5 separate regions of the Mus musculus genome follow, and all the other regions are linked to region 2. A link is a contact called in public promoter capture Hi-C data. All regions are on one chromosome and are shown on one strand. Each heading gives the region's core, a stretch centred on a gene start, on an enhancer-like site or on the middle of the called end of the contact. The rest is flanking DNA. Distances are from core to core; before and after follow the strand shown.

Evidence for each region. Promoter capture Hi-C pulls out the DNA fragments that hold promoters and counts their contacts. Capture Hi-C pulls out chosen DNA fragments and counts their contacts.
Region 1: a promoter capture Hi-C map of pre-B cells shows a contact between it and region 2, with 6 times the contacts expected there. The contact joins the promoter of Nup214 here to the promoter of Sptan1 in region 2. A contact is called at or near these places in 4 of 39 promoter capture datasets (the C10 cell line, cranial neural crest, neutrophils and 1 more), 1 of 484 Hi-C or Micro-C datasets (nephron progenitors) and 2 of 115 datasets of contacts at active chromatin or transcription factors (astrocytes and forebrain).
Region 3: a promoter capture Hi-C map of liver shows a contact between it and region 2, with 3 times the contacts expected there. The contact joins the promoter of Pomt1 here to the promoter of Sptan1 in region 2. A contact is called at or near these places in 3 of 39 promoter capture datasets (frontonasal cranial neural crest, hippocampal neurons and liver) and 2 of 115 datasets of contacts at active chromatin or transcription factors (astrocytes and embryonic stem cells).
Region 4: a promoter capture Hi-C map of liver shows a contact between it and region 2, with 5 times the contacts expected there. The contact joins the promoter of Uck1 here to the promoter of Sptan1 in region 2. A contact is called at or near these places in 2 of 39 promoter capture datasets (liver and pre-B cells) and 1 of 115 datasets of contacts at active chromatin or transcription factors (embryonic forebrain).
Region 5: a promoter capture Hi-C map of adipose tissue shows a contact between it and region 2. The contact joins the promoter of Prrc2b here to the promoter of Sptan1 in region 2. A contact is called at or near these places in 2 of 39 promoter capture datasets (liver and pre-B cells), 2 of 115 datasets of contacts at active chromatin or transcription factors (astrocytes and stem cell-derived neural progenitor cells) and 1 of 9 other capture datasets (adipose tissue).

Annotation. Positions count from the first base shown.
Region 1 is chr2:31,972,458-31,977,006 of GRCm38.p6, reverse strand. It overlaps Nup214 (nucleoporin 214), which reads right to left and starts at 2,557. Exons shown (of 36, transcript NM_172268.2): 1 at 2,399-2,557; 2 at 312-507. The coding sequence starts at 2,443. Aif1l (allograft inflammatory factor 1-like) reads right to left here. Exons shown (of 6, transcript NM_145144.1): 6 at 3,565-4,549.
Region 2 is chr2:29,963,756-29,968,410 of GRCm38.p6, reverse strand. Sptan1 (spectrin alpha, non-erythrocytic 1) reads right to left here and starts at 2,851. Exons shown (of 57, transcript NM_001177667.1): 1 at 2,626-2,851.
Region 3 is chr2:32,234,596-32,238,868 of GRCm38.p6, reverse strand. Pomt1 (protein-O-mannosyltransferase 1) reads right to left here and starts at 2,229. Exons shown (of 20, transcript NM_145145.2): 1 at 2,128-2,229; 2 at 1,358-1,509. The coding sequence starts at 2,163.
Region 4 is chr2:32,257,312-32,261,930 of GRCm38.p6, reverse strand. Uck1 (uridine-cytidine kinase 1) reads left to right here and starts at 1,826. Exons shown (of 7, transcript NM_011675.2): 1 at 1,826-2,022; 2 at 2,192-2,351; 3 at 3,264-3,360; 4 at 3,512-3,654; 5 at 3,747-3,841. The coding sequence starts at 1,897.
Region 5 is chr2:32,147,919-32,152,530 of GRCm38.p6, reverse strand. Prrc2b (proline-rich coiled-coil 2B) reads right to left here and starts at 1,383. Exons shown (of 32, transcript NM_001159634.1): 1 at 1,240-1,383.

The DNA.
Region 1 (4,549 bases), core at 1,308-3,807, 2.0 Mb before region 2:
ACACGTTTCCGTCTGCAGGGTGATACAGCCATGCCTTCTTCTGGATGGCTTCCCAGAGCCCACGTTCAACTGAGCACAACAGTAAGGTCTTCTTCCCTCTCATCTTAGAGAAGTGGCTCACAGAAACAATAGCAGAGAGCTGAAAAGAAAACTCAGAAAGGCCTTTGGCACCCTAAGTGGAAGCTCCCTGCAAGGCCAAAAGAAATCACAATTTTGACATCAGAATCGTGTCTTAGTAAGGAAATACACTGACTAGTATGCTACTGCAGCCCTGGCTCTGCTGCACACTATAAATCAAAGAACGTGCTTACCAATTTTATTGGGATCATCTCCAGGTTTATTTTGGATAAGAAGGCTTTTAGTAGGAAAAACATTCAAGCCATTGGTGCCACCAGCGAAGAGCATACCATACTTATTGGATATGGTAAGCACACTCGAGCGCTCCTTGGGCAACTCTTCAGGAGAGTCAAAGATCCTCACTTTCTTCAGTGCTCTAAACTGAAAGTCCTGTTTTAGAATAGGAAACAAGATCAAGGAAGAAATTAAATCATGTCTATTATCATAGTCCATAAATGCAATTTCAGGATAACAAAAATATACTTATTACCTTGAGGCCACCAATTTTGTTTTTAGACTCTGTATTTGGTGGTGCTTGGTATAATACTCATTAACATTTGCTGAATGAAATAAATAGAGAGGGCTGGAGAGAGGAAGCAATGGTTAAGAACACTGGCTGCTCTTTCAGGGGATCTAGGTTCAATTCCCAGAACCCACATAGCAGCTCACAACTGTCTGTAACTCCAGTTCCTGGGGATCTAATACCCTCAAAAAGTGTTAATCTGTAATCACTTTGTTAAGCTCTATCTGTATCCTCCACCACACCTCCTAACTCTCCAGCTAGGGATTTTAGTGAAAAGAATATGACAGCTACAAGAGAAAATGTATTTCTACAGAACCTTATGAAATGCTTCATAAAGGGTGTCTAGCACACCCACACATACTAATTTTCTTGCAGTCCATGTTTAATACATATTTACTGGAAGATTTTTATGAGCATTGGTGTTCTGCCTGCATGTGTCTGTGTGAGAATTAGAGCTACAGACAATTGTGTGCTGCCCTGTAGGTGTTGGGAATTGGACTCAGGAGCTCTGGAAGAGCAGTACTCTTAATCCCAGTTGAATACGGTGGGTAAAAGTTCACACAAATTTCCCCATGAGGCCACACTGGCCATTCATAAAGAAACAAATCATCTATCTTTTTTGATATTATCATCCTAATAGTCATGACTGTACCACTGGGGCTTGGTGGCTTTTTTTGTGGTGGGCCAGTGTGATGAAGCAACACAAAAGAAACAAAACAAAACAAAACAAAACAAACACAACAGACAAACCCAAAACCCAAACCTCTCCTTTCTGCTTTTGGCAGGAATTAAAATACTGCTATTAGCCCTGTGGTTCTAAATTCTCTACCCGAACATATCTGAGGAACATGAAGCTTGCCCATTACCGGGCTCAGCACATGTGCTGACTCAAGGAAGAGCCACTGTTTCTAAGCATGATATGGAGCACTCGACCCATGTGCATTTTAGCGACTCACCGGTCACACAAATGGCTAACACCTTCCTGCAACTCACTCATTTCCAACTGTCTACGGTCCCCTGCCTTTCCATTCTGTCAGAGTATATAAGCCAACTATTAACACAGTATCCAGAAGTTGTAGCATGGGGATCACTTAGGGTTCGCTTGCTTTTCCTTTAGTCTCATGAGTTCAAGCTGATTTCCAGTGCCAAACTTGACTTCCTGTTCCTACTAACTAGGGGTTTTGAAGGCAGATAGTGTTTCTTGGCTCCACTTTAGGTAGTTTGGACCACCCTCAAGTATAGAGAGCTAATAAGAACTGAGCGTCTAAGCCAACTGTGGTAATGCACACCAATAATCCCACCACTTGGGAGGTGGAGGCAGAGACAAGAGCCCAAGACCAGAAGCCACCTTGAGCTACAAGAGACCATGCCTAAATCGTAAGAGAGATGTAAGGCTTTTGCCACGTGACTTTGGATCATTTGCTTTCAAGGCTTCAATGCGCTCCTCTTTCTAAGCTGGTCGTAAGGGCTGCAGCGACGGTGGCGACAGTACGTCTCACTCAATAAACAAGAATCGCTGTCACCAGTAAGGCGACCAGCCCATCAGAGTACCTGGGGTAACTCAGAAGGCGTGGACAAACCCACGCAAGGACAGGTACCTGCACTTGCAGGGAACTCAGGCCCGCGACACGCAGAGCTGCGGACGCTCTGTGGGGCGAGCGATCGCGACCCTGCGAACTGCAGGAGCAGCCGGCAGAGGCGAGGCTCCAAGGCAACTCCAGGACTACGCAGGCGGGGAGGCCCCGGCCAGGCTCTAACCTTCATCTCCCGCTCAGGGATCATGGCATCCATCTCGTCTCCCATCGTGCCGCCTTCAGGGTGTTCAAGTAGCTGCTGCTGGCGCTGCCGCTGCCACCCGCGGCCTTTCAAACACAGCTCAGGCCGCTCAGGCCTCAACTTCCTTCCCTCAGCGCCCGCGGCGCGTGGTAGATGCGCGTTTCCGGCGCGCGTGACTGACGTCACCCAGGCCGGTTTTTAGTGTGCTCGGAGGCAGTCGAGGGCTGCTCGGAAGTCGCGCGCTTGCCAATCCACAAGGCCCCATTGGCCGGTTCCGCGCAGTGGGTGTGGCCATGAGGCGCGGGCCGGAGTCCGCCTTCCTTTGGATGCTGCGTGCGCAGCCTCGCTATTTAATTTTCTTCCTTAGAGAGAGGCACGCTCGGCCTTCCTGAGACTCTCGATGCTTCCCGGTAGCACTTACCTGCAGGGCTCTTAGAAGCTTCCGACTTAGAGAAGTTAGGAACTTTTTTGCTGGGAAGAGCGGACAGAGAGGTTCGGTTAGCGGGTGGACTGCACTGTGTGCCGGTGCAGAACCCTTTTAAAAACGGAGAGGAAAAGGGACAAAAGATCGGTTTTGTTTACTGTTTTCAAGGCAATCGTTTCAGATCATAAGCCATATCCACTTCACATCGCAAATGGTGCGCGGCTATCATCTCAGCTTTTGGGGATTAGAGGGTCAGGAATTCAAGGTCTTCCTAGGCTACATAGCAATCTCTAGATATCCTGAGTTACATGGGACCCTGTCTGGAAAAAAATATGTAATAAGAGAATTCCACACAAAGCAGTTAAATTATCCAATAGCTTTCAGCCAGGAAGGGTTAAGATTCAGATCTGCGTATACTGACTGATGTTGAAGACATTTCTGGAGTAGAATTATAAAAGAGGTTCCTAACTTGGAGCTGGTGGGTCAGCTCCAGAGGGCACATTCTGTCAGATGCAGTCTCTCAACAAGTTGCATGTGTGCAAGCCTCTATTCATTGTAAAATGCTAACAGTAGACCTGGGTCTTGGGCTTAATCAGATGACGTCAACTGTCTGTCTGGGACATGGGAGACCCAGGACACACTCATTTACTTGGTACCTGTTGTCAGCTAGCTCTTCTGAATTTACTGAGCCCAGAGCTGTCCCCAAGAAACACAAAGACACTGATAAATTGCTCTAGTTTATTTCAGTCTGCAGGAGACCACATCCCATCCATACATACACACATGCACACAATAATGGCACTCACCCAAATCTACCTTACAAACATCTTTTGAGTCACAGGGCAAAGCCATACTTGGCAATCCCCAAACTGCTGGTTACACCAGTTACATTTGGTCTTTTTCAGAAATAAGGCAGCCGATGTCCCAAGAAAGCTAAGCCCTTAACTAGAGAGGTTAAAAACCCTGGAACCAACAGACACAACTTGAAATATATGCCAACTCCTCCATTAAAGGGTCATTCTTAAGTCTTCCCATAGATTGATCTTCAGACCACTGCCTCTTTCTGTGCTCTGCAGAGGTCAGTGGCACACTCCTTTATGGAGGTGGTGTGTAAGCTCATGAGTTGTGGACCCACTGAGCCGGCTGATTCTTCCTTCCTCTGTCACATAGAATAGGGACCCAATGCAGTCCAAGGTCCCAGCCCGCTCAGAGAAGGAAGGCAGGAGGAAATGGGGGCAGAGATGCTAATCTTAAAAGAAAAATAAGTCAAAGGATGGGGTGAGGGTAGACAGGATTTTATATTTATAGGGAGGAATGCTGGGGTTTAAACTTCAACTAGACTGTGCATTTGAAGCAGCTCCTAGGGCTGAAAATCAGCCAGTCATAGCGAAATGATCTCTCTCCTGAACTGAACTGGTTGAGACCAGAGGACGAACTGGAGCTAACCATTCCATGCCCTGTTTGCTTCACTCTCTCTCTCTCTCACTGCTGTGGGAACAGCACCCTGGGTATTGGACTGTGGAACAAGAGCCACAGGAAAAGCACATTAGCTCAACGCTTCCCTGTCTTTTCCACTTAAGGTTTTACAGAGGCTCCTCTGACACTTGCCAAATTATGAGCCCAGCTGGAATCCCTGGGACTACATGGTACTCACCTCTTGCACTCCCCCCCACTCCATATCATAGTCATTGGCTAGATTGGCTGGGAGT
Region 2 (4,655 bases), core at 1,602-4,101:
CTGCCTCCTGAGTGCTGGGATTAAAGGTGTGCGCCATTACGCCTGGCTCCAAGAATTAATTTTTAATACTGAATGTTCTTTTAAAAATAAATATGCCTCTTCTCATCTACATTCTGATGAAATAGGGATCTTGGGGGCTTTAGGCATTTGCATTGTCAAAGTAATTAAGTAAAAAGATAATTTCATGAAAGCCTAAGTGTAGTAAGGAATTCAAACAACAAAGATTGACCTTGGGGCTAGTTTGCTGGTGCAGTACCTTTACAAAATACAATTATTTCCTACTCAAAACAAGTGTAAGCAGCATGTGTAAGAGATGTGAAAGGTGCCACTCGCTGCACGGCTGTTCCAGCCAGATGGCTCTCTGGCCAGCTCTGCGGACCTCTGCATTCCTGGAATAAGCATTAGCCATCAGATCATGGCATTCCCCTGTAAGGCCACAGCTGACGAGCTGCAGCAGACCAAGAGGCATAGACTGGAGTTCTCCAATAGGCAGTGGGCACTGGTAACAAAGGCAGGCTGCCCTCAGAGCCTCTGTCCTTAGTGCACATTCCACAGACCAGACTCGGGTAGCTATTCCTAAGAGCCATTTCTCAGTATCTGTAGAGGCCCCACCTTTGAGATGAAAGCAGAGAAGAAAAAAATAATAGAAAATTATAATCCAGGGAACTAAAAGATACACTTAATATGACTCTCCCTGCTTAAACCTGTTCATTAGATTACTTGACATCAGATTTCTCCAAGTATTAGATTACTACAAAGCATACAGCCAAGGCTAAAGGCACTACCAGAGAATAAGCCGGCTGCAGCAGCTCCTGCCTGCCATAGGTCCAGCTACTTTGGAAGCTAAGGGTGGAGAAATAAGCTTGAGTCCAGGATCTGAGACATATAACAAGGCCTCCTTTCTTTTAAGAGGGGTAAAAGTCCAGGGTGGTGGCAGCCAGGCTTGTTGGCAGGAGCAATGAGTTCAAGACCAGCTATACCCAACTACATAGATTCAGGATGAGCTACGGGTCAAGATCTTGTCTCAAAAGTAGGGAATAGAATTGCATATCTATATGTCTCCAGGCCTTGGGTTTATCATAAGAACTGTTTCACATTTGTCTGGTATAGGGCAAACTTTGAAATCCATCCTTTTTATCTAGGTCCCTGGATAACAGTCAACACACTTTGAGGGTCCCTTTGAGGAATTAATGACCCAGTTACTAAAAAAGGCTTATTGTTAATTTCCTGCAGGGGATCTACTGCAGCACATTTTTTTTTTCCAACTTTGACTTCAATTTGACCTTTAAAATCTAAGACATTTAGTATGAGTGGGAACCTTGGCTCAATGGCTTCATGCAACTCACTGTTGCTAGTGCTATTCTTAAGCTCTTGTTTCCTGGCTACAAGACACCCCCACCCTGCCATCTTTGATACATTCTGTTTTACTTAAGTCCAATTGCTATGACAACGCAATTTCTGAACACATTATTAAAATACTTCATATGGTTGGTTTCTCTTGTATTCCTTGACAGTCATAATAATTAGCTTTTTGAAAATACCAAGGGTAAAGAACAAACGACTTAAAATGTTTTGGGTCTCTATATAGAAAAACCTGATTATCTGAGAGGCTGAGGCAGGAAAATCCTGAGTTTGAGGCCGGCCTGAGCTATTCAGCAAATTCCAGGCCAGCTGGAGTTACACTGTAAGAGCCTGTAGAGAGAGGGACAGAGACAGAAACAGAGAGATGAAAGTCAACAAAGCCCTATGAAGTGTAGCAGTTCGAAATGATTTCACCCTTTCTGGGACATTCATTTAAAACACACCGACCCTTACTTACATAGAAGCCCTCTTGATGTGTGTGTGTGTGTGTGTGTTTGTGTGTGTGCGCGCGCGTGTGTGCATATGTGTGTGTGTAATTCTAGTACCTGAGAGGATTTTAAAATCAAATTTTTCCTGGAGAAGCATTTCATCAAATTTGCAGGGATAGCTTCAGACAAAAGACTGTTCTATCACTTCACACTGGCACAGCAGTAGAATTTGACCAAAAAAAAACCCCCAAAAAACAAAAAACCCAGAAGCCTTCGACTTAATGTCTTATATAGAAAGAAAAGAGCTGTAAGCTATTAAGTTATTTATTGGATTTGGATCTCCTCCAACCAAGCGGCACCGCATCTAACTATTATACTGGAGCAGGTCGGCACTGGAGAGAAAAGACATTTATTACCAGGAAAGAAAAAGGAGGCCTTTCTGCGGCCGGAGGGCCCGGGACCGCCACACAGGATGAAATTAAGGTCAGCGAGCCCTTCACTGCAGACAGGAGGCTCCGAGAGGTGCGAGCGCCGCAGTTGCGGGCGACGGGCGGTGCGGGGGCGCTCGCGGGTGGGTGCTGCCGAGGACCACCCCCCGCCACCTGCCGCGACGGGTGGGGCCGCGGGCGCAGGAAGGGGCCTTCGCGTACCTTCGGCGGACCGTGACACTCCAGGTCGCCGCCCGGCTCTGCCGCGCCCCGCAGCCCACGCGCCACAAAAGGCGGCGGCGGGGGCCCACGGAGCCGCCCGCGAGGCTCCGCAGCTCATCTGTCCACATCGCTCCGGTGCTCGGCCTCCCGCGGCCTTTCCCTTCCCGCCCACCGCCCTTTCTTACCGGCTCCTGGGGGTGAGGGGCGTGGGTCGCCGCGCTGAGGGCTGCTGAGGAAAAAGATGCGCCGCCGCGGCCCCTGCCTCACGCCGTTCGCTCCGCAGCGGATAGTGACGGCGGCGCGCGCGCACTGTGGCTTTTATAAGCGGCCGCGCGCGCCCCCGCGGCGGCCGAGCGCGAGCGTGAGGGAAGTGCCCCGGTTGGCGACGCGAGAGGCGGGACTCGCTGCTCCACTGCAGTACGGAGAGGACCGAGCGCGTCCGGAAGGAGCCGAAGCTGCGGGGCGGGGTGGTGGGGGTTGGGGTAAAGGACGGGAACGCGCTTGCGAGGGGTGCGGGGCGCGGCACAGAGCGGAGCAGCCGCCGCAGCCGCCCGCCGCGGCGTGGGACCCGAGCAATCCTGCCCCGCCCAGTCCGCCCTGCAGAGAATCTGTGCCGCACCCCTCCGCCCTGGGAGCCCTTCCGAGACTGCGGCGAAGGGCAGGGCGGGGCCCGCCGCCGCAGTCAGGCTGGGGATGTTGCTGCCCTGGCCGGAAAGACGCCCTGTCCCTTTCGGATGATCTCACTGGAATGTTGGCTCCCTCTTTGCACTTTTTCTGGGGGAGGCTTGGCTCTGGAAGACCCAAGTCTGCCTGTTCTGGTGGGGGATGGGGCCAAAAAAAAAAAAAAAAGATGATATAAGGATCCGTGTTTGAGGAGGTGGTAGGGAAAAAAATCCCGGTTAGGGAAAAAAAAAAAAAAAAAAAAGACTGATTTGTGGCGTAAGACTTTATTTCAGGATATGGAGAATTCTTCAGCAATCTTCCTGTTGCCAGTAGACAGAGTGTATTCGTCCCAGTTGATAAACGACATTACTATTTCTTTCCCCAGTATTAATTGAACTTTGCTGTTTAGCTGACACCGCACGTGCTTTGGGCTTTTAATCTCTGCTCTTATTTTACAAGGTAGATGTTGCCTTTCCCATTTTACAAATTAGCATCCTGATGACATAGAAGGTAGCTCTCTCCCCAGGTCAAGCACGAAGCAGCAATCAGAGAACCTAAGATTTGAACACAAGCGTTAAGCAAGTGGGTGCTAGACTTCTGAGAAAAGGAAAACACAATTTCTGTAATTTTTTTCTTATACACAACCCTTTTCAGGGCCTGGCTCTGAACTAAACTCTGTAGCCAGGCTCCCCTACTGCAAAAGCTCTTTCCCTTCCTCCATTTTGGGTGACAGCTGTGTGGCAACCATTGGAGTAGCACCCAGCTCATTCCTGTGTAGTCAGGCAGCTCTGCCAGGCATCAGCCTCCTGGTTACCAAGCCACCCTCCTATTTAAATAATTATAAAGAACTGGGCATTGCTCCAGAACTGGGATGAGGCCCAGTCCCAAGCTTCCTGGTCCTCTGCACTTTGGTTTCTGCTGAGCCTAGGATCTGCAAGGTGACTTCTAAGCTACTCTGACTGTAGGCATGATGGTGAAAGAACATTCCTAGTCATTTTCCTTGGAGAGGAGAGATTTAAAAAATAAAAAAAATAAAATAAAAAGGGAGTGGCCACAGCTCAGCGGCAGCTTCACAGACTCCTGAGATCCAAAAGGCAGGTGCTTGGAGGACAGCATTTAATGCCATCTTCTTTACAGAGAAAACTGGTTGAGGAGCTACTTCCTGGACTGGGCTTTTTTTCCTTTTCTTTTTTGTTTTTCCAGACAGGATTTCCCTTTGTAGTTTTGGCTGTCGTGAAACTTGCTCTGTAGACCAGGCAGGCCTCAAACACAGAGATCCCCCTGCCTCTTTCTCCTGAGTGGTGGGATGAAAGGCATGCAGAAATGCTGTGCATTTCTGAAAACAGCTGATGGTGACCATAGTAACCACCTCTTCAGTCAGCTGCAGCAAATTTAAAACTCAGATGTTCAGCACTGGGTACAAAATGGCTAGTATAACTTAACTCTCCACAATGTCTAAGACCTGATACTTCGGTGGCAAGGGCTCTCTGGGCTGGGCTCCATACTGAAAATAGGGGTTCTACTGTTTCTCCCAAATGCCAAACAAATCCAA
Region 3 (4,273 bases), core at 980-3,479, 2.3 Mb before region 2:
AGCTCCAGAGGATCTGTCATCTTCTTCTGAGTCTGAAGGCACATGTGCACATGCACAGATGGACAGACAGACACACGTATACTCTTAAATAATCCTCATCTTTCAGACGTATATAGTGAATTAGTCATACATATGTCTAGAATCTTCTTCAAATTAATCTCTAAGGGGGCTGCTGAGGTCATCAGTCTACCCATGTATATATCTGACCCCTATAACAAAGTAGGAGAGGGCTAGCGAGATGGCTCAGCGGGTAAGAGCATTGTCTGCTCTTCCAAAGGTCCTGAGTTCAAATCCCAGCAACCACATGGTGGCTCACAACCATCTGTAATGAGATCTGATGACCTCTTCTGGTGCATCTGAAGACAGCTACTGTGTACTTATATATAATAATAAATAAATCTAAAAAAAAAAACTTAAAGTATTTAAAAAAAAAACAAAGTAGAAGAGAATGCCTGTATTAGCTAATATACATACCCTCTCAATAACAACAGCATAGTTCCCCTTACGAACAAATTCATCAAACCGACACCTTTCAACTGGCTAAGGAAAAGTGAGGCTGGAAACTGACAGACCAAAACTTTCTTACTATAGTCCTATAAGGTAAGCCCTAAAATGTATGTATTCTAGTGGTTGTTCTGGGGGACAAATGGGCCATACCCACACTGCTTGCGATGACTATTTCTGGTTGTCACCTTGACTACATTTGGAATGATCTACAATCCAGAAGTTAAGTGTACATCTATGAGAGATCTTTTGCTTAAAATGGATGGATCCACTTCTCGTCTGGACCTTTAAGGCAGGAAGGAACACTAGTTTAATCCAGATTTTGAGGTGGGAAGACACACCTTTAATTTGCACCACACCTGCTGAAAATCTATTTAAAGACACAGAAGTAGGAAGTTTTCCTCTGAGCCTGCTTGCCCTCGCCTTGCTAGCAAGACCATTCCTTCCTTGGCACTAGAGCCCACTTCTTTGGGAAGCCAGAGTATACTGAAGACCAGCTGAGACACCCAGCCATGTGGACTGAGCAGAAAACTACTGGAGTCCTGGACTTTTCCATTCACAGTCAGCGATTGTTGGATTAGCTGGACTGCAGCCAGTAAGTCGTCATTCCAATAAATCATATGTATATATGTATACTATATTATATTTATTTACATATACACACATGCAAACATAGTGTTCTTCTTAAGTTGTTACTCTAGAGAACCCTGAGCAATACACTGCTAAAACATCCATCACCAAGAGATCCAAGAAACCCAGAATGTCTCTCTTTTGCACTGTACGGCAAGGTGATTCCTGTCACTAATTACAATGACTCTTGGATCATTGACTCTCCTCCCCGATCTCTACTTACACCACAGCCCGAGGGTAGGAGAGTTGCCATAGTCGGGTAAGTAGTCCCAGGCCAGTCAGAGCTACCAAGTTCAAATTGATGTCAACAGTCACCACTAGAGGCCGTTTCAAAAATCTTAACATTTTGCAGAAAAGCCAGCTCGGGAGGACTCCCTGGAAAAGAGGGAAAGAACTACCATTAAAGTAAACGGACAGCAGCCCGGGAAGGCACAAACGAGGCCACAGGGTCCTAAAGCCGCCTGGCGTCACGATGAATTTACAGCATAGCGGGTTGGGTTAATAGAACCAGAAGGACTCTTCCAGAACATACCTGTTGGAGAATTACAGTTGTGTTCAAGCACAGGGTATACATAAAAACATCTGAGGGGTGAATTCAGGAATCTCAGAACTGGATACTCATTTCTACAAGTCATTCCAAAAACACCTGCTGGGCACTTGCTAGGAACAAGGCTGCTAATGAATGAAGTGGCCTCTCCTGTCCCTTCCCAATGTGGTTGAAAACTAAGACCCTGAGGAGCTCTGGGCACTGTCATAGCCCAGTGACCTGGATGGACTTTTCCCTCTTCTGGAGGCATTCCTCTCCTCCTAGAGTTGCTTGTGCCCCGAGCCCGTTCTTTCTCTACAGTTCTTCCCACTCTGGCTTTTACAAGAGGCCGCCCTGGAAACGACTTGCTCAGCCAGGATCCGAACATCCACCGTCCCTAGCGCGCCGCCCCTAAGCCGGATCCCAGACCCCAGGAGGGCTCTCAAATCTGGCACTCCAAAACCTACGAGCGTTTCTTCGAGTCCCGTAGAGTGGCTCCCCATGTGGAGCCAGGCCTGCGAACCGCCAGGCAGGATCGACCGTTGGGGGCGAGGCCGCTCGATTACTCTGCAGCGGCCACGGATCGACGCTCAACTAGTTGTGTCTACGCGGCCGACAGACTCTGAGACGCGCGTGCGCAGCCGGAGCGCGAGGTAGTGGCGCGCATGCGCGGCGTGCTCACCGGCCATCAAAGTTGGGCATACTGACTGTCCTATCCTTAGGGCTCCCTTTCCCCTTTTTAATAAAGCACAGTGTGTTTCCACAAGCTGTTCACGTGCTCGGAGCTCTCCGTTTCGGGCCTCGCGTCTACTTTAGCGGTTTCGTTAAGCAGCGCGTTAGCTTACGGGCAGGAGTAAGAGCTTTGAAGCCTCGGGTGCGTTGTACCTCCTGGAGCTGTGTGAGTGGTGGATCGCTTTTTCTCAACTCTTCCCACACTGGAATGCCTACAAGCTGTCTGTCCCTCCTCCTCCCCAAGGTCTCAGGCTCGCTATGTAGAGGATGATGGCTTTGAACTACTGCCTTTGCTTCCCCAGCGCAGGTATTACAATCATGCCTTTTTAGGTGGGTGGGTATTACAATCACGCTCAGATGGCAAGCCAAGCCCGAACCGACTCCAGATGTTTTGCCAAAATTCAGTTTTTACAAGTTAGCTTAGCATTGGGTGACATCCGGTTTAAGATTGTAGCAATGGGGCTGGGCGATCGCTCAGTGGTTAGGAGCACTGGATGCTCTTAAAGAGGTCCTTAGGGATTTTCTTCTTCTTCTTCTTCTTTTTTTTTTTCGAGACAGGGTTTCTCTGTATAGCCCTGGCTGTCCTGGAACTCACGCTGTAGAGCAGGCGGATTTCTGAGTTCGAGGCCAGCCTGGTCTACAGATATACAGAGAAACCCTGTCTCGAAAACAAAACAAACAAAAACAAAAAAAGAGGTCCTTGATTCCATTTCCAGCATCCACATGACAGCTCAGAATCATCTGGAACCGCAATTCCAGAGAATCTGGCACCAGGCAGTCAAGTTACCACAGATACATATAAAATACATTAGTCAAGAGTGCACGGAATTGTTTGTTCATCGTTTAAGCATAGTCTACCCAAGTTCCTGCAAAGAAAGGGCGCCAGAAGATTGGAGAGCGAGCTCTTTGGGTTCCAAGTTTAGTCTGATCATGTAAGTCATGCTGGTGCTTCAGGACAGCTCGTGGGCACTCAGCTTCAGGAGGAAATTGTGTTGCTTGCTGGAAACCTGAGGTATGTATGTGGCTTTAAAAGCTAGTGGATGCTACTACCCAGACCCTTGCCTGTTCTGTAGCAAGAGGCTTATGCCTGGGGGACTGGGATTTCTCATGCACTGCCTTTGGCACTTTGTTTTTTTTTTTGTAATGCTGGCTGGCCTACAACTGTATGCTCACCAGTGACTTCTGAATCCACACCACCCTTCACTAGTGTTAACAAATGACATTTGATAAATAAAATGTCCCGACAGCCCTGTACCTAGGTTCCAGGCCTCAGTGATGACTGAGCCTGAACCTATCTATATGAATCCCCCTGACCTTTCCTGCCCCAGATCTAATTTTTTCTTCCACAGAAGTACAGTGCAGTCCTCCACTTGTTCCTATAGAAACCCAGATAGCAATCAGGCAGGAAGTACAGGATAGGATGGTCATGGGTTGGCCCACAGAGAGGACAAGGCTTCTTGGTGCTGCCCATTTTCGAGATGTGCCTTAACCACAGGCTGCCTGTTGTGGTAGGGGGTTCCTGAGGCCCAGTGTAAAGAAAAAAATGTCCATGTAGACCAACTAATGTCTTTGAATATATATTAATTTGTATGATCTGCAACCCCTTCCGTGCTTAGCCTTCTCAGAGACCCTGAAGGAAAGACATGTGTCCTAGTCCCTGCTAAATTGCTTGAGACCTTGCTCCGTTTACCCAAGTCGCCTTCCCTCCACACCGAGGACATCTTTCGAATCCTGTCTTAAGGTTTTAAAATAACCAATTAATGGAAGACAAAGGCAAAAGTCATAGAAAAAGCTGTTCTTGGGATGGCTGCCTAGGTGAGCCTTGGGAACACCACCACAGCACAGTGCTGCGCTCCCTAAGGTATTCTGGCCACTCCCAGT
Region 4 (4,619 bases), core at 577-3,076, 2.3 Mb before region 2:
ATTTCTGAGTTCGAAGCCAGCCTGGTCTACAAAGTGAGTTCCAGGACAGCCAGGGCTATACAGAGAAACCCTGTCTCGAAATAAAATAAAATAAAATAAAATAAAATAGAAGAGTTTTCATGGTGTTTTTTTACAGCAGTAAAACCCAAAGACAATGTCTCTATGAAGGTGTTTCTGGTAAAGTTTAACCAAGACAAAAAGAAGGCCAGCCCTGGATGGCCCACCATCTAACGGGCTGAGATCCTGGACTGAATCCCGAGGGAAAGCTGAGTTCTAACATCCATGCCTAGAGAGGCTCGAGGGACAGCTAGGTGGCATCTGGGTGGCATGGCTGTTCCTTGCAGTCCTGAGTCTCATGTTCATCGCCTGACTCTCACAAGCCTGTCTGAAGCTGTTCCTTCAAAACGAGCAATCCTTTTCTCTCAGTCTTTCCTTCCAGGCTCCCACTCTGGCCCAGGCCATCTAGAGACTTATGATAGAAAAGTCTGGTACAAATTAAAACAGGCCTGGATGAGGCTGGGTCTTTCAGGAGCTCTGGCCACTCCATGGTTGTCTTAAGGCCTCAACCAAGTGCTTCAAGTCTGTGCTGACATAAAAGCAGTTGGGCTGGTGGACTGGCAGCACCTCTGCTCGAGGCAGGCAGCAAGACTGGAGAGTCCAGCAGCGTCCAGGTAAGTGCTCCACCCCATTTCTCAACCCCCTAAGTATTCATAGCAAATGAACGTCAGGAGCAATCAATGCTCACAGGAAGAATTGAAGACCAGGCATGATGGCGCACGCCTTTATTCTTAGTACTCAGGAGGCAGAAGCAGGAGGTCTCTCACTGTGAGTTCAGAGCCATTCGTATCTCCTTTGCAAGTTCTAGGCCAGCTTGGGCTACGCAATGAGACATTTGTCATAAAGAAAGCAAAACAACAACAACAACAACAACAGAATTTAAAAGCCAGGTTGTTGGAGTTGGAGTGAGAGTTGGAGTGACTGCTCTTCCAGAAGCCTAGTTTCAATTCCCAGTACCTACTGGTAGCTTTTAACTGTTAGAAAGTTCACTACCAGAGGGAACCGACTCCCTCTTCTGGTCGCTGTGGGAACTCCAAGCATGTGGTACAAAAACACGGGCACGTAAAACAGCCATACATATAAAGTAAAGTGGAAAAAAAAAAAAGTGTACTGCTCTTGCATAGGACCAGAGTTCAGTTCCCAGCATTTAAAATGGGCAGCTCACAACTGCCTGTAACTACAGCCTTATGGGGATCTGACACTCCCCAGGCACTTCAGTCATGTGCACAGACCCATAACACACACACAAGCACATATAAATAAAATTATTATAAATATTTCCTTTTTTTAAAAAGCCAGGCATGGTGGTACATGCTTGTTACTCCCACCCTCAGAAGGCTGAGGCAGGAGAATGTTTGGGGCCAGCCTGGGCTTCAGAGTACCAGACAGCAAGGGCTATGCGGTAAGAATCTGTCTAAAAATCAAGAGATTTTAACAGATTCATAGATACTTAAATAATGCGCCAGGGAGAGGGAGGTCTTCCTAAGTGTCTCAGGATGACACGTTCTCACGTGGCAGGAGGCACTGATGGGGTTAAGCATAAGGCAGGGACGGTCCTAACCCTGTGGGTGACAGGATCTCGGCTGTGCTAGGGAAATAGGGGTCAGTGGGCTGGAGACCTTGGTCTAGTCCAGCACTTGAGTGTGCGTCTCGTCGGGAGGTGGAGCCCCATCCAGGCCCCGCCTCCAGGTAAAGGGGTCATTCTGGAGTCACTGAGGCTCTTCAGGGACACGGCCTTGAGTGCCGCGCCTCATGCGCGCATGCGCTCATGTCCCCGGAAGCGATGCGCACAGCATCCGTCACTACGTCCAGGCGGGAGCGGGCAGAGTCGGTGAATGTATGTCCGTCGCTCCGGATATGGCTTCGGCGGGAGGCGGCGGCTCGGAGAGCGCCGCGCCCGAGGCCGATCGTCCCCAGCCGCGGCCGTTCCTCATCGGCGTGAGCGGCGGCACCGCTAGTGGCAAGGTGAGCGCCCTGCGCCTGGGCCTCGCGGAGGGATTGCCAGGCCGCTGGTTGGGGCGCCATTGCCTCTGGCCCAACCGCGGCACCTGTTGCTAGCAGCTAAGGGGGTCGTCCCCAGGGGCTGGCGGGTCACTCAGTGCACAAGCTCACTTTTGGCACCTTCTGTCCCCAGTCAACAGTGTGTGAGAAGATCATGGAGCTGCTGGGACAGAACGAAGTGGACCGCCGGCAGCGCAAGTTGGTCATCCTGAGCCAGGACTGCTTCTACAAGGTTCTGACGGCCGAGCAGAAGGCCAAGGCTTTGAAGGGACAGTACAATTTTGACCACCCAGGTACCTGGAGAATGTCTGCCTGGAGAGCTGGGGGTAGAGGATAAACTGCTGTGAGATATGGGCTCTACAGAGATTGCAGACTGCCAGACAGATACAGAGATGTGTATGGATGCAGACTGCTGGACCAGGGCTGTAGGAGATGTTTGTTGGATGCAGACTGCCACCGAGGCTGTCCAGGGATGTGTACATAGGATGCAAAGTGCCAGACTGAGGCTGTCCAGAGAGAACTGCTGGACACCAACTGCCAAGGGGGGCGGGGATTGAATGCAGCAGCAATGGGGCTCCGTGAAACATTACCCTCATTTCCCTTGGTAGTGGGCCCACAGAAAGGTAGGGTTTGCTGAATTCCATGAGCCTGGAGTGACTCAAGATTTTTGCTAGAGCCACTTAGGAAGGAGGAGCCAGGAGATGTTGAGGATCGCTTCTTGATGTGTTGAAATCTCTGCCTGGCACCTTGTTGCTGAGGAGCCCTTTGTACACCCTACCTACCGCCTGCCTGACCTTTGGATTCCCCAAGCTGTCTCGGGGCAGTCAGTCTTCAGGGAGGCCAGTTGTAGAAACAGAGGTTAATCTGGGGCTCAGGCCTTGGAGCTTCCTGGCCTGGTAGGGGCCTGTGTTCCTGAAGGTTTAAGCTTTCCTAGGGACTCCTGAAGGTCAGAGAATAGGACTCTTAACTTTGTTTTGCCAGATACAGAGGAGCAGAGGCTCAAATGATCTCTTTCCCCCAGTGTCAGCCAATCAGAAAGTCTTTGTTCCAGTTTCTGGTGGGACAACCTTACCCTTCATCCTGGGGTGTGCTGTGGGGTCCTCAGCACCCCTGGCTCCCAGCTGCGCTGCCCTTGGGCAGAGGTGGTCCTCCTCCTCTGCTGCACCAGAGCAAATGGGCAGTTTGGGCTTCTCCTGTTTTTGTAGATGCTTTTGATAATGATCTGATGCACAAGACCCTGAAAAACATTGTTGAAGGCAAAACTGTCGAGGTCCCTACCTATGATTTTGTGACCCACTCAAGGTAAGCAGGTGGTTCCTGGGAGGGCTGTCACACCCAGTCCCGTGGTGGGTCCCATCGCAGTCTGTTTCCATGGACTGTCCTCTACTCAGGCCCCTTGTTACTAATGTGAGCGGGCCATCAAGCAGGGCCTAGCCTGGTCTCTCCCTGGCAGGTTACCAGAGACCACTGTGGTCTACCCAGCTGATGTGGTTCTGTTCGAGGGCATCTTGGTATTCTACACCCAGGAGATCCGGGACATGTTCCACCTGCGCCTCTTTGTGGACACAGACTCTGATGTTAGGCTGTCTCGAAGAGGTAAGGGCCTCTGGGTCCCTGGCTGGGGTTGGGGTTTTCCAGGAGTCCCAAGGAGGATGGCATATGATGGTGCCTTGTTCCTGTTGCTGCAGTTCTCCGGGATGTGCAACGAGGAAGGGACCTGGAGCAGATCCTGACTCAGTACACCGCCTTTGTGAAACCAGCCTTTGAGGAGTTCTGCCTGCCGGTATTGCCTTTATGCATTCAAACTCAAAATTGGGGGTCAGCTCTGTCCACCTGGGAGCTGTCTGCACTGTTTGCCAGTGTGTCTCAGGCTAGACCCTGGGGTGACTGCATGGCTCTCAGCTCTGTCCGCCTGGGAGCTATCTGCACTGTTGGCCTATGTGTCTCAGGCTAGACCCCGGTGTGCCCGTATGAGCTGTTCTCTTCCAAGTCTGGCCTGTGTGTCTTGCTCACTCCCCTGTGAACTAGGAAAACGGGACCCAAATCCCTGTGCTGCCGCTGAAAGAGCTGCCTTCCGGGTGCTGGGACTAAAGTGCACACCATTGCCAGGCAGTGGTGGCGCACACGTCTAACCCCAGCACTCAGGAGGCAGAGGCAGGTGGATCTCCGAGTTCTAGGTCAGCCTGGTCTACAGAGTGAGTTCCAGGACAGCCAGGGCTGTTAAATAGAGAAACCCGTCTTGAACTGCCCCCACGCACCTAAAGTGTGCTAACCTATTTTTTTCTTTAATACTTATGCTCTCTGAAGTTTCTGCAGAGTGCAATGTGTGAAGTCCAGGCTGTTGCAGTCTCTTACTTGTAGGCCTTTTGCTGAGTAGATGATGAAAGGCAGCGAAACCCCAGCCCTGCACCTGAGCGTGAGCTGAGCAGGGACAACTGGCTCCTCTGTCCTTCTTCCTGTGGTACCACTGACACCCCCAGTTTCCTGACTCAGCTCTTCCCATCCTGCAAGCCGCTCCAAAGCATTTCCCAGGCTGGTGGGAAGGGGAGTGGGTTTCAGTC
Region 5 (4,612 bases), core at 134-2,633, 2.2 Mb before region 2:
TGAGGCCCAGCACTAACCAAAGTACCTACGGATGTGGGTATTTTGTTGGGTTTTCACCATGTAGCCCAGGCTGACCTGGAACTTCCAGCAGTCCTACATCACCCAATGTTTTGAATCCCTTCTCCAACGCTGCCACTTCAAACCAGCACCTGTGGCATGCCCCAGCATGGATGACACCACAAGTGGCCAGCCTTCTGTCCTAGGTTGACAGCACAGAGTAACTACAGAGCACCGACGGCTTGCCAAGTCATGCCTCTCTGCCTGTGAAGGCTGAGTAGTCCCTCGGTGGCAGCAAGCATCCCACTCCACAGCCTGTACCCCTCAGGTCCCAGCTTGCACCACGACGGTGCAGACATTACGATACAAAGCAAGCCCCTGCGGTTGTACTGCTGAGAAAGGGCGCTGAGGCTTCAGACAGACGGACAGAAAACCCAAGTGAGATATACAACGCAAACAGACAACACACCGAAATACACGCTAACCTTTCCAGGAAAGAAAAAACGTAGGTGAAATTTAACTACCCTGCAAAAGACAGCTTTATAAAGGTTTCTCCCAGGCAGCCATTTAGCAAATGACACACTCCGGAGAGCATCGGCGCCCCCCTTCTCCCACTTCCTTCAAGCTCACCATTGCCTGGGGAAGGGGGGCGACACCTATTCTTGCCTAACAGTGGGCTTCATCCCCCCACGATATTTACAAAGAAGAAAGGAAAGCAGCAGCGTCCACTTTTATGCAGGCAGATCCTCTCCAGAGAGGCCCACCATCTATCTCAATAGGTCTGCATTTCTCTCTTAAAAGGTAGACGAAGAAAAAGAAACAAACAAAAAAATCAATCTGGCAGGCCCCGAGCAGCGACATCCTGTTTATCATTAAACATTTTTAGCAGCGGCTCCGGGTGCCGTGAAAACACCACCCCGCTTCCCTCAGCCGAACCCACCCGAGCCGGGGCGGCGCTCGGCCTGCGGTTCCGGGCGGCCTCGGGGTCCCGCGTCCCCCACCCCGGCCGACAAGGCCGCCGTCCCCGGGCGCAGGAGAGCCCTCGGGCTCGATCCCGACCCCGAGCCTTGCCCAGCCCCGCTCGGCCCGCCGTCCTCCCGCCCTGGCCGCGAAGACACAACAATGGCGAGCTGGGGAGCGCCGAGCAGGCCGCCCAGGCCGCAGCCCCGCGCCCGCCGCAGCGCACCGCCGCGGAGACAAAGCGCAACCCCGGCCTCTGCCCTGGCCCCGGCCCCGGCCCACCTGGTCTGCGTCCGCGCGCGACGGGCCCGGGCGATGGCGGTCGGGCGGCGGCCGGGCGCGGGGGCGGCGGATGGCGGCGGATTGCGCGGCGGCGGCGCGGGGCTCGGCGCTCTGCGCTCCTGCCTCTGCCTCCTCCTCCTCCTCCCGCTCCTCGGCGCTCGCTGGAGCCTCGGCGCTGTGGCTCGCCGCCGCCTCCCGCCCGCGCTCGGCTCCCCGCCCCCCGCCGCCGCCGCCTCCGCCTCCGCGCCGCCCCCGCCCGCCGCCCGCACGGTGGCCCGCGCAGCGCCCCCTGCTGCGTCGCCCCTGTCCCGGGAGGGAGGGCGGGGGAGAGGAGGAGGGAGAGCGCGGGGAGCGAGCTGGGCCGCGGTGCAGAGGGGCTGCGGAAGAGAGGGACCTAGATGGAGAGGAGGCTCGGCTGGAGAGGGGACGCGGTGGAGAGGGACCTTGATGGACAAGGGGCTTACGTGGAGAGGAGGCCGAGGTGGAGAAGGGGCCCAAATGGAAAGACCTTGATGAAGAAGGGGCCTAGGTGGAGAGGGACCTTGATGGAGAAGGGGCCTAGGTGGAGAGAGACCTTGATGGAGAAGAGGCCTTGGTGGAGAGGGACCTTGATGGAGAAGAGGCCTTGGTGGAGAGGGACTTTGATGGAGAAGGGGCCTAGGTGGAAAGGAACCAGGAGAAGGAGGAAGCCCTGGTGCAAAGAGGCTGCAATGGAGAGGACGGCTCAAATGGAGAAAAAGTAAAGGAACTGGGGGGAGAGGGGGATCCCAGTAGCAAGATACATGGATGGAGATGGGGTCCCAAATCAGAGGGGTCTTCATGGAGAGAGGCTCCTGGTGAAGAGGAATCTCAACGGAGAGTGGATCTGGTTGAAGACCACCCCCACCCATGGAGAAGGCCTCCTCCATGGGTGGGGGAGGGGCTCTTGAAAGAAGCAGACATAGACTGGGAGGGGACCCCAGGGAGAGCTCTGGGGTGAGAATGCAAAAGGGTGGGGAGAATGGGGAGGACTCAGCACCCTAAAAGGCAGGGGATGCAGACCTGAGAGGGAGGGGGGCTCAGAAGAGGGACTGAACTTGGATCCTGCTCCCACCACCCCCAGAGCTCTAGAGCCTCTTGACAGACAAACCTGACAGCCTGACAGTCCTGACCTGTTAGAATGTGTGGAGGGAGAGGGGGATCCCAGTGGCAAGATACATGCAGGAAACACGCAGAAGTGGTACGGCAGAAGTGGTACGGCAGAAGTGGTACGGCAGAAGTGGTTCGTTGCACCATTCCACAGCAAGGTCTCCCTTCCATAACAAGTGCACCGTATAGACACTTCACCTTTTTTTGTTGTTGTTTTATTTTGTTTTGTTTTTCAAGACAGGGTTTCTCTGTGTATCCCTGGCTGTCCTGGAACTCACTCTGTAGACCAGGCTGCCCTCAAACTCAGAAATCTGCCTGCCTCTGTCTCCCAAGTGCTGGAATTAAAGGCTTGCACCACCACTGCCCGGCCACTTCACCCTTTTTAAAACATGACATAAACCACCCCACTTGGGTGTGTATTCGTGTGAATGCAGAACAAAAGGCCTGGGAGAGAGACTGGCTCCCTTCGAGGTTACTGTGCAGTGCTAGGTTCTCCTTATCTATTCCAGATATCCTAGCAATTAAAAATAACATTCAAGAAACAAGAACATATATATGGCTGGAGAGATGGCTCCTCAGTGGTTAAGAGCACTGACTGCTCTCCCAGAGGTCCTGAGTTCAAATCCCAGCAACCACATGGTGGCTCACAACCAGCTGTAATGGGGTCTGCCCTGTTCTGGTGTAAAATAAATAAATCAATCAATCAATCAATCAATCTTAATTAAAAAGAAATAGTTGGTGATGTAACTCAGTTGTAGACTTTGTCGCTTCAATGCAGGAGGCCCTGGGTTCAGCTACTCAGAAGAAAAGTGTGGGACCATCTTAGGCACTCTCCTGAAGAGACTAAATCCCAGCTGCTATGGTGTCCTCTGTTAGTGGGCTGGGCTTGTCTGGTTTAATGCCAACTCTGAAGCACTTATTATTGTAAGAAAAAAGAGGGACTGAGAGGATATACAGCTTTTCCAAGGCCGCTCAACTAGGTCCTGGAAAAAAACAAAAACCATTTCAATGGAATGCCAAGCCCAGTGTCTGGGGCATGTTCTTTTGGGTAGTTTTATAATTTTCTTTTTTTTTTCTTTTTTCTTTTTTCTTTTTTTTGGTTTTTCGAGACAGGGTTTCTCTGTGCAGTCCTGAACACTCTGTAGACCAGGCTGGCCTCGAACTCAGAAATCCACCTGCCTCTGCCTCCCGAGTGCTGGGATCAAAGGCGTGTGCCACCACGTCTGGCACTATAATTTTCTTATGCTTTCCCAACATTACTGCTTTCTATCCATGACAACTTCTATGTATCTCCTCTCTAGGATAAACCTGCTAGCCAGACAGTGGTGGCACATGCCTGTAATCCCAATCTTGGAGAAGCTGAAGCAAGAGGATTGCTGCTAATTTGAGACCAGACTCAGCTACATAGTGAGCCTTAGAACAGCTAGAGCTATGTAGCGAGACCCTATTTCAAATATAAATCAGTACATCAGGATGCAGCAGTGTAGACAGGTATGGAATCCCAGCACCTAGGAGAAAGAGGCAAGAGTCAGAAGTTCAAAGCCATCCTGAGCTACATAGGAAGCTAGAGGCCAGTCTGGGTTACAGCATAACATGGAACTTGTGATCCTCCTGCCTCCACCTCCCCAAGTGCAGGATTACACGTGTGTTGCCCACTCAGTGCTGAGGATCAAACCTAGGGCTTTGTATGTGCTAGGTCAACTGAGCTACAGGCCCCTTCCCCCAGCCCTGGATTCTCACTTCACCCTCACCAAGCACAAAAGATAGACACCAATGCTCTTCCCATCGGGCAGGGAAGAAAGGCAGACTTGTAGCAAGTACAATAAACCCATCCCCACCATCAGTGACACCCAGTTCCAACCTGAGTATGTAAGCTGATATGGCCAGAGGGGTTTCTGGGAATTTGTGGTGTTTTGAATTCTGGGTACTTTTAAGAGGGTATATAAATGCTAGGGCCTCTATAGGTGGGGTGAGTGGTTGTGGGTCATTAAGGGAAGGTGTTGGCTGTGATTTGTTAATAGTCCTGCACAAAGAAGAAACAAAAGGAAAGACATTAGATTCAGGGATTCAGAGAGAAAGATCTCTCTCTCTCTCTCTCTTCCCTTTATCCTTCACTCCTATCTAGTGATAGGGGGTGAACTGCGGTGGGGGAATAAAGAGTGGAAAAAAGAAGAACCCAGTGGCAAAGACTAGCTACATTGGGCCATTCAGAAAAATGTGTATGGGCCGGGGAGTGGTCAGAGGT